Linked DNA regions of Sus scrofa: region 2 is linked to region 1. A link is a contact called in public Hi-C data. All regions are on one chromosome and are shown on one strand. The core of a region is the stretch at or near the end of the contact, and the rest is flanking DNA. Distances in the headings are between cores, read along the strand shown. Region 1 holds the start of LOC102159419. Region 2 has its middle 94 kb from the start of TSC22D1.

Region 1 (6,436 bases), core at 3,059-5,558:
AGTTAGAAAAGACAGTTGAGGTGGGGGTCAGAGAAACCATACACCACACTGGTTGAAACCACACACCACACTGGTTTGGTGAATGCAGTAGAGTCCAGGGAGGAGTTCCCGTTGTGGCTCAGAGGTTAAGGAATCCGACTAGGAACCGTGAGGTTTTGGGTTTGAACCCTGGCCTTGCTAAGTGGGTTGGGTTAAGGGCTCTGGCGTAGGCCGGTGGCTTCAGCTTGGATTCGACCCTTAGTCTGGGAACCTCCATATGCCTCGGGAGCGGCCCTAGAAATGGCCAAAAGACAAAAAAAAAAAAAAAAAAAAAGAGTCCAGGGAACAAAACCATCTACTCCAGCACAGGAGCAAGGAAAATGTACTTTATTCGTATTTCCTTATCTAATCTTCACAACCTTATGAGGTAGAGCCAATTATTACCCTCCTTTTAATTAGAGTCAAGGAAACTGAGGGTCTGAGAGATGAAGCACTTCATAGAGAGCATCCGAATAATACTTAAAAAAAAAAAAAAATGGAATCCAGGCAGAAGAGACTTGGGAAGCAGAACAAGGTCATTTCTGTGTAGAATGAGAGTAAGTTGCCTATTCGGGTGAAGCTGAGCCTTGAACTTCGGTTTGGATGTGTTTTGCCAGACAGCAATAGTCTCACTTATATTTTCTTCATGAGTACTCAGCAAAGTACAAAATCCCAAGGTTTCTTAAATCAGGATAGATTATCTTGAATGTTCCCCCGCATCCACCATGCCTGTCACTCTGTGACAAAAGGAAATTAGATTCATTGGATAGGCTTGTTTCCCACAAAGCTATGTGGGGTGACTACCCAGTACCCTGTGGTCTTCTAGGTGTTTGCAAATTGATTTTTTGATTATTTGTTCCAGTGATTTTCCACATAGTCAGTGTTTTTCCAAGTTGTTCAGCTTTACAATGTGGGGGAGTTAAAGTTCATATTTGCTTTCCCTCTCCTGTATTAATATGAAGTGTTAATGTTCTGATTATTTAGGAAATTATTATTATTATTTTTTTTTGGCCACTTTTTGCCTTTTCTAGGGCTGCTTCCCACGGCATATGGAGGTTCCCAGGCTAGGGGTCGAATTGGAGCCACCCACCTACGCCAGAGCCATAGCAACTAGGGATCCGAGCCGAATCTGCGACCTACACCACAGCTCACAGCAACTCCAGAGCCTTAACCCACTGAGCAAGGCCAGGGATCGAACCCAAAACCTCATGGTTCCTAGTCGGATTCGTTAACCACTGTGCCACAGCAGAAACTCCCTATTATTATTATTATTAGTCTCTCTAGGGCTGCACCAGAGGCACATGGAGGTTCCCAGGCTGGGGGTCAAATCAGAGCTGTAGCTGGTGGCCTACACCACAGCCACAGCAACGTCAGATCCAGGCTACTTCTGCACCCTGCACCACAGCTCATGGCAACGCTGGATCCTTAACCCATTGAGTGGGGCCAGGGATCGAACATGCGTCCTCATGGATACTAGTCAGATTCGTTTCCACTGAGCCACAATGGGAACTCCATATTTAGGAATTTTTTTGTATGCAGCATATCTCTGAGGGAACATACATACAAATCTATGTGACTCTATATACCCACATGGGCGCGCTTAAAACAATCTCTATGCAGACCCTCTCAGAGTTCATGACCGTATGCAAAAATGGAAGCATATTGAGAACATATGCCTAGTTCAAATACTCCAAATAACAATCATCACTTTCTAGAAATGATAATATGGTGAATAAAAAAATTTTAATAACTCAAAATTTCAAACAAAAATTGTTACAACTATGTTAATGCAGCTATGCCTTAACCACTGACCAAAAGCGAGATACCATAGAATTTTTAAAATTCATCTTCTCTGCACCCAGTAGTTTAAGAGGGAGTGGTATCAGGCCAGGATACCATGAAAGATTCAATGTGGGGGAGTTCCCATTGTGGCTCAGTGGGTGAAGAACCAGACTAGTATCCATGAGGATGTGGGTTCAATTCCTGGTCCTGCTCAGGAGATTAAGGATCCAGGGTGGCGTTGATTACAGATGTGTTCTTGGAACAGATCTATCGCTCCTGCACCTATGGTGTAGGCAGGCAGCTGCAGCTCTGCTTCGACCCCTAGCCTGGGAATTTCCATACGCCCCATAGGCTCTAAAAAAAGACAAAAAAATAAAATAAAAATAAAAAGGGTAGGGAGGGGATACAATCTAAAGGCCAATACTAGGGAATCAGAGGCATAAAATCCAGAACCAATGCTTCATGAGTAAAATGAGGGGTTCCATTAAATGGCTGCAAAGGGCATTTGCAGTTCAGTGTATGACTCTAGACTGATTATAAAGATGATTAATAAAAATTATGGAAAAACGTTTTGTAAAATACGAGGCAGTAAAAATGACAAATATAATGCAAGCAACCACCTCCCCACAAAGTTAAGCTCTTCCTTTTATTAAGTACGTGTCTGTAGAAGTATCTACCATGCTCTGGGGCTCTTAAGTATCATTTGCATCCAAAAGAAACTTTTGTCAAATTTTGTGAGGCCACAAATCTATTTTATGGAAATGAACAGTACATAGGATGAGTTTATTTAACAACCTTCACGTGAATGGAACTCACTTGCCATATGAAAGAAAGTTTTAAAACAACAAACAAAAAACATAGCTCCTAAGTGGCAGCCTTGTCCATCAACTACCCTTCCTCTCCTTGCTCATTTTATTTTAGTTTGGGGATTTTTGTTGTTGTTGTTTTGGCCTTGCCCATCCACGTGCAGAAGTTCCTGGGCCAGGGATAGAACCAGTGCCAGAGCAATGACAACATCAGATTTTTAACAGGTAGGCCACCAGGGAACTCCTCTTTCCTCATTTTAGTCCCGGGAGCCCTGAGGACTGCATAATTTTTTGTGGTTAAATCATAAATAGTCCTGTTATTAAACTCTGCTAAGAATGTCATCAGTTTCCTACTGGGCTCCTGGCTGATAGAGGCATAATAATATTATCTAATAACAAAATAAAGATCGAATTTAAAAAGGTATGTAAAACATTTAGCCTAGTTCATAGCATGTGCTCAATAAGTAGTATTATTGTGATTAGGCTTTTAATTTTCCTATCAATCCTGTCCCACTCAATTCAATAAATGCAGAGTACCTGCTGATGATCAGTTTCTGCTCCAAGCTCTGTATTAGGAATTCTGAATAAGCATCTATTTAGCTTAGCATTTTTCTCATGAAGGATGACATTTTTCTGTCCCTTAAAATCCCGAAGGACTTTAAAAAGAGAGGAAATTTCAAAGTCCTTTGGATGCCAAGTCTTTTTCACAGTCATTCCTCAGTGTTAATGGCAGTCTGGGAACAAACTGGGGGAGTTTCAAACAGTTCAACACCAATGGGAAAGAGTGCGGCTTCTAAATGCCTGGAGGTTTTCCCTAATGGCAAATGTTTGGAGAGGTAAGAGAGATAAACTATGCCAGCAAAAGATGCACTTATTTGGGAAACAGTTGGAAACTGGTCACACATCAGTACTAAGATTTCTAATTCTAGAGATCTTATTGAGCATATCATGAATTCTTGACGTTTTTAAAACAGAATGTGTCAAATAAATATGTTAGGGCGTGAGAAGAAAGTGGTTTTTTTGCCATTGCCTCGCTCTTCAATATTTGTAATAACCTAATTTTCTTTTCTTCCTCCCTGCCCCCTGCCCCCCCCAATAACTGGTTTAGTGAAACCCAATAGATTGTACACTGACCTCCTTTGCCCTCAATAATACTTCTTTTCAGAAAAACCTTGCTGTCGTTCTCGAAGGAACGGATGGCTTTCGGCAGTTTAAAAGCCCTGCAATGTCCTACAATGTGTCTTTTCTTTTTTCTTTCAAAGAAGAGCACTTTTTGGTCGTTTGGCTCCTATTCATAGTACAAAGAGAAATTACGCAGAAAAATCAGCTGAAACATTTATCTTAGCACAGGATGGCTGGCTCAAGGCTCCTGAGATGTAAGCAACATTTCAAAAGCTAATCTGGCACGGTCCAAGTCCAAGTTAACTTCCTCCTCTCCGGCTCCAGGACCGGACTGGGTTTGTGTGGGCTGTGTGCCCATGCCGGATCCAGGGAACAGCCTGAGTCTTCAGCCTCAGTCTCTCCTGGCTGCCCTAAAATGAGGTTATACCGTTTACCGAAAAGACTAATCTTTCCCTAGTTAAGAGGAACTTGAGTTGGGTTGCTGTTGGTTACTTTTCAAAAAGGAAGTACTGGCGTTCCCACACCGGGAGTCGAACCCGGGCCGCCTGGGTGAAAACCAGGAATCCTAACCGCTAGACCATGTGGGAGACGACGAACACGCCTGCCAATCTAGACAGATTGAGTCTTCCGCCTGATTGCCTCTTGCCCCGCCCAGCCCTCTGTGTCAGACCCGCTTCTGCGCATGCGGGAACGCCTCGGGTCCGCGTTATCCTGTGGAGCCTTGAGGTGAAGAGTCGAATCTCTTTTTCTCCTCACGTTGGCGTCTTTTCAGGTCTCTTCCAGGCTCCTCATTCTAGACACCGCGTATACACCGGTGTAGACTGTAGGCTGATGAGTCATTATTCACAATTCCTCACAAGAAATCCGGCAGAGCACCGAAGGACGGGGGTTTGGAATGTAGACTCATTAATAAGAAACAAGTGCCGTGTGGAGCCGTGAAAAGAGACCGCAGTGGGCTGGGCGCCCGGTCTCTGGCGGCCGCTGACCAGCCTCCCGGCCGCGGCTCCGAGGGCAGCAGGCTCGCCTCTGTGCCCTCGGGCAGACCCGCGCGCCCGGCCACGCGCCGGCTGTGCGCCCCCGACCACTGGGCCTCAAAGCCTGGGTGTCCTCAGCGCCCGGGCGTCTGTCTCTCTTCGCCGCGCTATGCCGGCCCCATCCCGTCCCCAGAGAGTGTCTCTTTGCCCTCAAGAAACCGGAGCGAGGGCTGCCTGGAAGCCTGGAACTTTCCAGGTTCTGTTGACTCAACGGCAAAAGGCGGGCTTTGTGTCCCTGAAAGTAGACGAAGGTGGTTTGTGAAGGTAGATTTAAGAACTGGAGCATGTCCCTCCCTGCCAGCAGGCATGACTGATGGAAGGTTCCCCGCGGTTCCCCAGCCCGGCCGCGGCCGGAAGCAGCATCCCTCCGGCGCAGCTTCTGCCTTAGAGGCGGCTGCGGGGATTAGGAAGCGCAAAGAACCAGTTGTTGGGCCAGCCCGCGTGGGAGAGCTCTGGTCCCGGTGTCCTCGTGGTGGCTTAAACCACACAGAAGTTGTTTTCACTTGAGCTGGACCCTTTGGAGCCTGGTTAAAAGCTGGTTCTGGTTCTCCTTTACTCCCCCCTCTGGCCCCACCTGCCCAAGGGTCTTCGAAAGTTCTCGATCTGCCCCTGACTGAGGTTCTCTTAAGGCCTCCGTGTGACATTCGGCAACAGGAGAGCAGGGGTGGAAAAAGCCCTGAAATAGAAACGACTTCGACATGTATTCACACAAATCAAGCTCCCCTAAGGGAGAGGCCAACACCATTGAAACTTCGCGAAGCTCTGGAGGAAGACCACAACTTGCTGGCTGCAAACCTACTGTGTGTATGAGACACGTTCACATTCGTTTGCTCATTTAATCTTCATAGTATGAGGTAGGTCTTACTCGAGTTTGGGCGGGTACTTCCTGTACTATCTTTGCATTTTTGAACAGTTTCACTTGTTTGTTTTTTAATCAGTGAGCCAGCTGCCTTTCTCTGGAGGACATCCTACGACTGCGGTTCTCGGTCTGGGGGCCGAGATTTCACCTATACCTTTCAGTTCTGTATTTCCACTTGGTAATTCTTTTTAAAATGTATCTTACCAGTTTTAAAGACAAAAGTTCCCGGTGTAACCCATACATTGGACAGGCACCATCCTTGGGATATAACCAAAATGCAACTTTTCTTTCGTCTCCCAAACCGAAATGTGTTCCTCTTTTTCCTTGGCATGGATGAGAATTTGAGCAGGAACAGAAAACCCTATGGTCACCTTAAATAATAAAGCACAGTCCAGGACAATGCACTTTTCAGCAATTCCATCTTCATTCCAGATGGTTCTCCCCCACTGCTCCATCTTGGGTATCACTTCAGGCTATGAACAGCGGTGAGCTGAATCGGGCTCCCACCAGATCACATTGTCTAACTGCAGGCTTCTCTTTCTAACCCTATATTGGGTGACATCACATTGGTAGCCTGAGATGGCCTTGCTGGGAGAGTATTTACACCCCAGAAATAGGCAGATACTCCAAGGCACGGCTTTTTTGCAGTTAAAAAAAAAAAAAAAAGTGTTCTGGGAGTTCTCATTGTGACTCAGAGGATGCAGGTTTGATCCCTGGCCTCACTCCGTGGGTTAAGGATCCCACATTGCGGTGAGCGGTGGTGTAGGTTGCAGACTCTGGCTCAGATCTGGCATTGATGTGGCTGTGGCCTAGGC
Region 2 (6,562 bases), core at 1,781-4,280, 100 kb before region 1:
GTATAGCTTCAGCCTGCACCCTCCACCAGAGCTAACAACGCAGGGGGCCCATTAGCCACTGGCCTCTTGAAAGCGGGAAAATTTCTCTTTTTTTTTTGTCTATTTAGGGCCACACCCAGCCTATGGAGGTCCCCAGGCTAGGGGTTGAATTGGAGCTATAGCCGCCGGCCTATGCCACAGCCATAGCAAGGCCAGATCTGAACTGAGTCTGCAACCTACACCACAGCTCATGACAACACTGGATCCTTAACTCACTGAGCAAGGCCAGGGATCGAACCTGCATCCTCATGGTTCCTAGTCAGATTTGTTTCCTCTGAGCCAGACGCGAACTCCTTGTGGAAGCCTTCTGCACACACATTCCTGCCTCAGCAAATTATCCCCAGAAGGCGGTGAGGATGCAGAGAGGTAAGGGGGAGATGCCAGAGTGAGACAGTGAATTGGTTACTTCGGAGATCGCCAGTGCCCAGGGCTCCTTCTGGGTAGAAGAGGAGGTTTCACCGCAGGCCTCTCCCCAGAGGGGGAGGGGGCAGATCGGGTTGCTTCCCACTCCTGCCCCACCCTGAGGAATGGACACCCTGACACTGCAGGCCTTTCTCTTCCCTGTTATCTTTGAGTCAAGGCGCCGTGTTGACCAAGTGGGTCAGATCCGGTCTGCAAAAGTATTATCCGAACGGCCCGAGGAGGATGTGGCCAACATTCCTAGGTATGTCTGCAAATGTGGCTGGGGGAGGGCATCCCTATCCGAGCCCAGGAGTTCGCTCCTGCCCCAAGGACTTCCTTTTTTTTTTGGTCTTTTTGAGGCTGCACCCACGGCATATGGAGGTTCCCAGGCTAGAGGGTGAATCAGAGTTACAGCTGCCAGCCTACACCACAGCAATAGCAACGCAGGATCCAAGCTGCGTCTGTGACCTACACCATAACTCGAGGTAATGCTGGATCCTTAACCCACTGAACAGGGCCAGTGATCGAACCCACATCCTCATGGATACTAGTCCGGTTCATTAACTGCTGAGCCAAGACAGGAACTCCTCCTGACCCAAGGACTTCTGGTTAATCCTTCCAACGCGGTTGTATGCGTACTTCACACTCAACCACAGATTGGGACGCCTGCCCTCCAAACTACCCAGGTGGCTTCCATCACAGGAAATTGTTCATTACACCAGAACCCCACTTTCTAGAACTCAGTGATGCATCCGTTGACAAAAATCCCTGGTACATTTTTCTTATCCCATATATTTTGCATGGTTGTGTTTTCATTGGTACATACTTTTCAGAGTCTAGAAAATTCAACTTATTTATCTATTTCTTACTCATTATTCACTTTTAAAATCATCAAAAATTGCATTCGATAAATATCCATAAAATTATTACATCACGGGCCTATACACAGAAGTCAAGTAATAAAATGGGTTGAAAAAGAAAACAGTTATAGTAGGAGATTTAAGCTAAGGAAGTAATGAAATTAAGCATGAAGATTAGCTTTGAGCTTCCTGACGATAACATAGAAGAGGAAAAAAAAGAAGTTGGGCTGCATCTGTTCCATTATTTAATTAAAGAGAACACATAGATACATTAAGAGATGTTGCCTTGCTAAATTTCAAGGAGGAATTATTTGCAAAAACTGAATTTAAATGCGGCGATTGGAGCTCCCATAGTGGCTCAGTGGAAACAAATCTGACTGGTATCCATGAGGACACCGTTTGATCCCTGGCCTTGCTCAGTGGGTTAAGGATCTGGCATTGCCATGAGCTGTGCTGTCTGTCGCAGACGTGGCTCGGATCTGGCCATTGCTGTGTGTGTGGCGTAGGCTGGCGGCTACAGCTCAGATTCAATCCCTAGTCTAGGAACCTCCATAGGCCGCGGGTGCGGCCCTAAAAAGACAAAAATATGTAAATAAATAAATGTGGCATTTTAAGAATTCATCTCCTATGTGTATAAGGCCATATATATATACATACATATATATATGTGTGTATATATATATATATATATATATATATCTTTTTTTTTTTTTTTTGTCTTTTTAGGGCCACCCCTGTGGCATATGGAAGTTCCCAGGCTAGGGGTCAAATTGGAGCCATAGCTGCCAGCCTATGCCACAGCCACAGCAAGAACTGAGCCATGTCTTTGACCTACAGGACAGCTCATGGAGATGCCAGATCCTTAACCCACTGAGCGAGGCCAGGGGTTGAACTTGCGTCCTCATGGATACTAGTCGGATTTGTTTCCGATGAGCCACGATGGGAACTCTTCTCTAGGTCTCTTTGTGTATCTGTGCATTTCATAGATTAAAAAAAAGAAATTCTGGGGCGTTCCCTTTGTGGCTCACGTGACTAGGATCCATGAGGTTGCGGGTTCGATCCCTGGCCTCGCTCAGTGGGTTAAGGATCCAGCATTGCAGCGAGCCGTGGTGTGAGTCACAAACGTGACTCGGAACTGGCCTTACTGTGGCTGTGCTGTAGGCCAGCAGCTGCAGCTCTGATTTGATCCTTAGCCTGGAAACTTGCATATGCCGCCAGGGAGGCCATTAAAAAGGTCAAAAAAAATTAAAAATTTTTAAAAAATAAAGTAAATCTGTCGGGAGCCTTTGCCAGACCTCATCTGTTTCAGTTTATGGAAATGGCTGCCTCTCCTGAGAAAGGGCTGGTGGGAAGGACGGGGGCAAAGGTAACCCCTGTCCCCAGGGACCTCTGCACGCTTCGTCCTGCTGGGTAGCCGAGCTGATCCTCTGCAGGCCTAGTGTTTCATAATCTGGGACCTTTGGCCACTGGTGGGGCCTGGGATCCAGGTGCCTGAGGAAATCTCTTTGGCACCCAGGTGCCCTGCAGCCAGAGTATCCGGGTTTAAACCCACCCCATGGGCCAAGCCTGGCATATGACTGGGCGCCTGCTCAGCTCCCATTTGGCACTGCAGTTCTTTGCCGGCCCTGGAACCCTGCCCCAAACCACTGCTGCCTGGCTCAGGGCCTGACCCTCTGCCCGCTCCCTGCCACACTACACTCCCTCTCTCTGGAGGGCTGGTCTTTGCCCCAGAGCCCTTCCGTCAGCTGCCTCCAGGGGCACTGCTTCCACCCAGAGGGCCCAGGCTTTCCTCCCCATCAAGCCCTTTGCCTGTGTGAATATTCCTCTTCCCAGACACCCTCACCATCGCATTCTTCCACCTCTTTGATTAAATACCCTGCCAGGTTAGACTCCGGGCCACCAAACTCCGGGGGAGTCAGGAGGTAGATTCCAGGCTGTCCCCGTTTGAAGCCAGCCCAGGTCAGTCCTGGATCCTCCCTTCTCCCCCCTGAACCATTGCTGAAAAGCTTATGAGGAGTTCCCATCGTGGCTCAGTGGAAATGAATCTGACTAGTATCCATGAGGACACAGCTTCGATCCCCCTCCTCGCTCAGTGGGTTAAGGATCCGGCGTTGTCGTGAGCTGCAGGGTAGGTCACAGACTCAGCTCAGATCCCGAATTGCTGTGGCTGTGGTGTAGGCTGGCAGCTGCAGCTCCAATTCCACCCCTAGCCTGGGAACCTCCATATGCCTCGGGTGCGGCCCTAAAAAGACCAAAAAAAAAAAAAAAAAAAAAAAAAAAAAAAAAAAGAAAAGGTTACGAAAGCAGATGGAGGGCTCGTCATTCCTAGAGCGCAGACCACATGGAGGGTGTGTCCAGGCACCCGAACATCTGGGGGTTGTTGGCGGGACCTTGACTTTGGACCAGAGCAGGGGGAGGAGGCTGTTCTTTAAGCCCCCAAACAGACAGAAGGGATTCAAAAGGGTCCAGAAGTACACTGCATTGGCGTAAATAAGGTTTGCAGACTTCGGCTGGCCACACCACCGCAGCTAAACTAAGAACTTGGGCCTGTGACCTCTCCTTGGAGGGAAATACAGGGAAAAGATGCCCCGCCCCCAATCCTGCCCTTTGGGGTAAAGAATACCTTCTGATATTAAATCCAAGGTTGAGAGCGAGGAGAACTGTGGGACTGTAACAGCCTCTTGCATCCTGCTGAAGGAGGGTTTATACGGCCCCAGCAATGGCAGGGCCAGAAAGAGTTGTGATCTTTGGGGATCCATTGGGGAACCCCGCCAAGCCGGGGATGTGGGGCTCCCTGGGGCTGAAATGTCCCAGAGAGGACCAGCCACCAAGACAGCCAGAGCCATGTCCCCATCTGCTTGAAAGAAAGAGGTGTTTGTAATTGATCAAAGCAAGTCTGCGGTGCCTGGTCCATAGGAGACCCTCAATAAGCCTTCACAGCAGGAAAACAGGATGGAGGTTTCTCAAAACACTAAAAATAAAAGTGCCATAGGATCCAGCAATCCCACTTCTGGCATCTATCCAGAGAAAACCATGACTTAAAAAGATATATGTACCCCGATATTCACTGCAGCACTATTTACAGTAGCCAAGACATAGAAGCAACCTAAATGTCCATCAGCTGATGAATGGATAAAGATGTGGTACATATATACAGTGGAATACTACTCAGCCATAAAAAGGAATGAAATAATGCCATTTGCAGCAACATGGATGGACCTAGAAATGATCATACTAAGCGAAGATAGACAGTGAAAGAAAAACATCGTATGATACATGTGGAACCTAAAAAAAAGAAAAAAAAAGGATGCAAATGAACTTATTTGCAGAACTGAAATAGACACAGACTTTGAAAAACTAATGGTTACCAAAGGGGACAGGTCAGGGGTCGGGAGGGGATGGACTGGGGGTTTGGGATGGAAATGTTCTAAAATTAGGTTGTGATGATGGTTGTACAACCTTAAATATAATACAGTTCAGTGAATTTTTTTTTTTTTTGGTCTTTTTGCCTTTTCTAGGGCCACATCCAGGCATATGGAGGTTCCCAGGTTAGGGGTTGAATCAGAGCTGTAGCCACGCACCTATGCCAGAGCCACAGCAACTGGGATCTGAACTGCATTTGTGGCCTACACCACAGCTCACGGCAACACCAGATCCTTAACCCACTGAACAAGGTCAGGGATCGAACCCGAAACCTCATGGTTCCTAGTCGGATTCGTTAACCACTATGCCACGACAGGAACTCCATGAATTATTTTTTTAAAAAAAGGATGAGGGCAGAGGAACAACTGAAAAAAATAATAAAGTTGACAAAATGTAAAAAAAAAAAAAATTATGTTCACAGCTTCCTCCCACCAGAGATCCAGCAGCCAAGGCAGACAGACAGACATACCCTCAGAAGTTGGCAGAAACCGCATATGGAGGCTTAGGGCTCCTTTGGGTGAAGGAGAAGCGTGCCCTCCACGCACCTGCTCAGGCCATGCATCTGGGAGAAGCTTTGGGAAGCTGTCCCCACGTGGAAAGACAAGTTTTCTCCGGGCTCCCCTATGTCTCCCCCTGACTCTGCCTCCTTGGAAAACACTCCTGTGGATGGTGAGGGTGAAGCGGGATGGTGGAGGCCGTGGCAAAGCGTGAGAGACTCCAACACAGACGGCTCACTGCGGTCTTGCCTCTCAAGCCTCCAAACCTTGTGAGCCGGGTGTCTCTTGTGTAACTTGAGGTGCAAGTGTGCGGGTGTTTACTTTCACGTGGGGATGGAAGAGTAGATAAAATTCATGACCAGTGAGCTGCATGTGTTCAGTGACCTTCCAGTGGAGCGGCAACAAAAAGTAATTACAGGAGTTCCCATCGTAGCACGGTGGAAACGAATCCAACTGGGAACCATGAGGTTGCAGGTTCCATCCCTGGCCTCACTCAGTGGGTTAGAGATCCAGCGTTGCCGTGAGCTGTGGTGTAGGTCGCAGGTGCAGATTGGGTCCTGCGTTGCTGTGGCTCTGGCGCAGGCTGGTGGCTACAGCTCCGATAAGATCCCTAGCCTGGGAACCTCCATATGCCATGGGTGCGGCCCTAAAAGGACCAAAAAAAAAAAAAAAAAAAAAATTACATAAAGAACTCCATCTGATTTTGGATGTGCCAGAAAGCTCAACAAAATAGAAAGAAAATCCAGGTTTGGGGCCAAATAAGACAGGGAGTGATTATGGGCAACTGAGTTATTTTCTTAAAAGAATGAAATACACTGAAGTCATAAGGGCAGTTTGGCTGGAGTGCTTCAAGACGGGAAAATATCCAAACCAGCCACTCCCATCCCCTTTTCCCGTGGCCACAAAAACACTCATGCGCTGACCCTTATGGGCTGAGGTTTCTGCTGTGAAAAAGTGACCTCCGGCAGGTGGTGCCAGGCTGAGGCCAAGGGGACCCCGAGGCCAGTGCTAGTCCTGTGGCTTTGAGGCCTGTTGCCCGGAGCCCACAGTGAGAAGGGCTGAGGACACGGGGACCATGACCACAGGAGAGACTGGATACAGGACAGGAGCCAAAGGGACAAGGTGGTTATTAAAGAGCAAACATAGTTTCAAAGCAAAGTTTGCTAATGCTGTCCAGATTAGAAAAGATGCCTGCTCAGGCTCAGTGGAAATGAACCCGACTGGTATCCATGAGGACGTTGGGTTCAATCCCTGGCCTCACTCAGTGGGCTAAGGATCTGGCATTGCTGTGGCTGTGGCTGTGGCCTAGGCCAGCAGCTGCAGTTCCAATGCGACCCCTCG

The links. Hi-C and Micro-C count contacts between places; a contact is called where the count stands out from the background.
Region 2: a Hi-C map of liver shows a contact between it and region 1, with 4 times the contacts expected there. The contact joins the enhancer-like site here to the promoter of LOC102159419 in region 1. A contact is called at or near these places in 3 of 47 Hi-C or Micro-C datasets (liver, psoas muscle and skeletal muscle) and 1 of 2 datasets of contacts at active chromatin or transcription factors (skeletal muscle).

The regions. Positions count from the first base shown.
Region 1 is chr11:22,322,718-22,329,153 of Sscrofa11.1, reverse strand. It overlaps LOC102159419, which reads left to right and starts at 4,308. Exons shown (of 3, transcript XM_021065393.1): 1 at 4,308-4,454; 2 at 4,556-5,616. The coding sequence starts at 4,308. The coding sequence ends at 5,269. TRNAE-UUC (a tRNA gene) reads right to left here and starts at 4,315; the gene lies at 4,244-4,315.
Region 2 is chr11:22,421,094-22,427,655 of Sscrofa11.1, reverse strand. No RefSeq gene overlaps it. Among named protein-coding and RNA genes, the nearest start is that of TSC22D1, 94 kb to the left of the region's middle. Within about 2 kb of position 3,030, at least 8 of the 83 cell types and tissues checked have an H3K27ac peak or open chromatin away from gene starts, as enhancers often do. A contact at or near this core is called in liver and skeletal muscle, where this site is marked.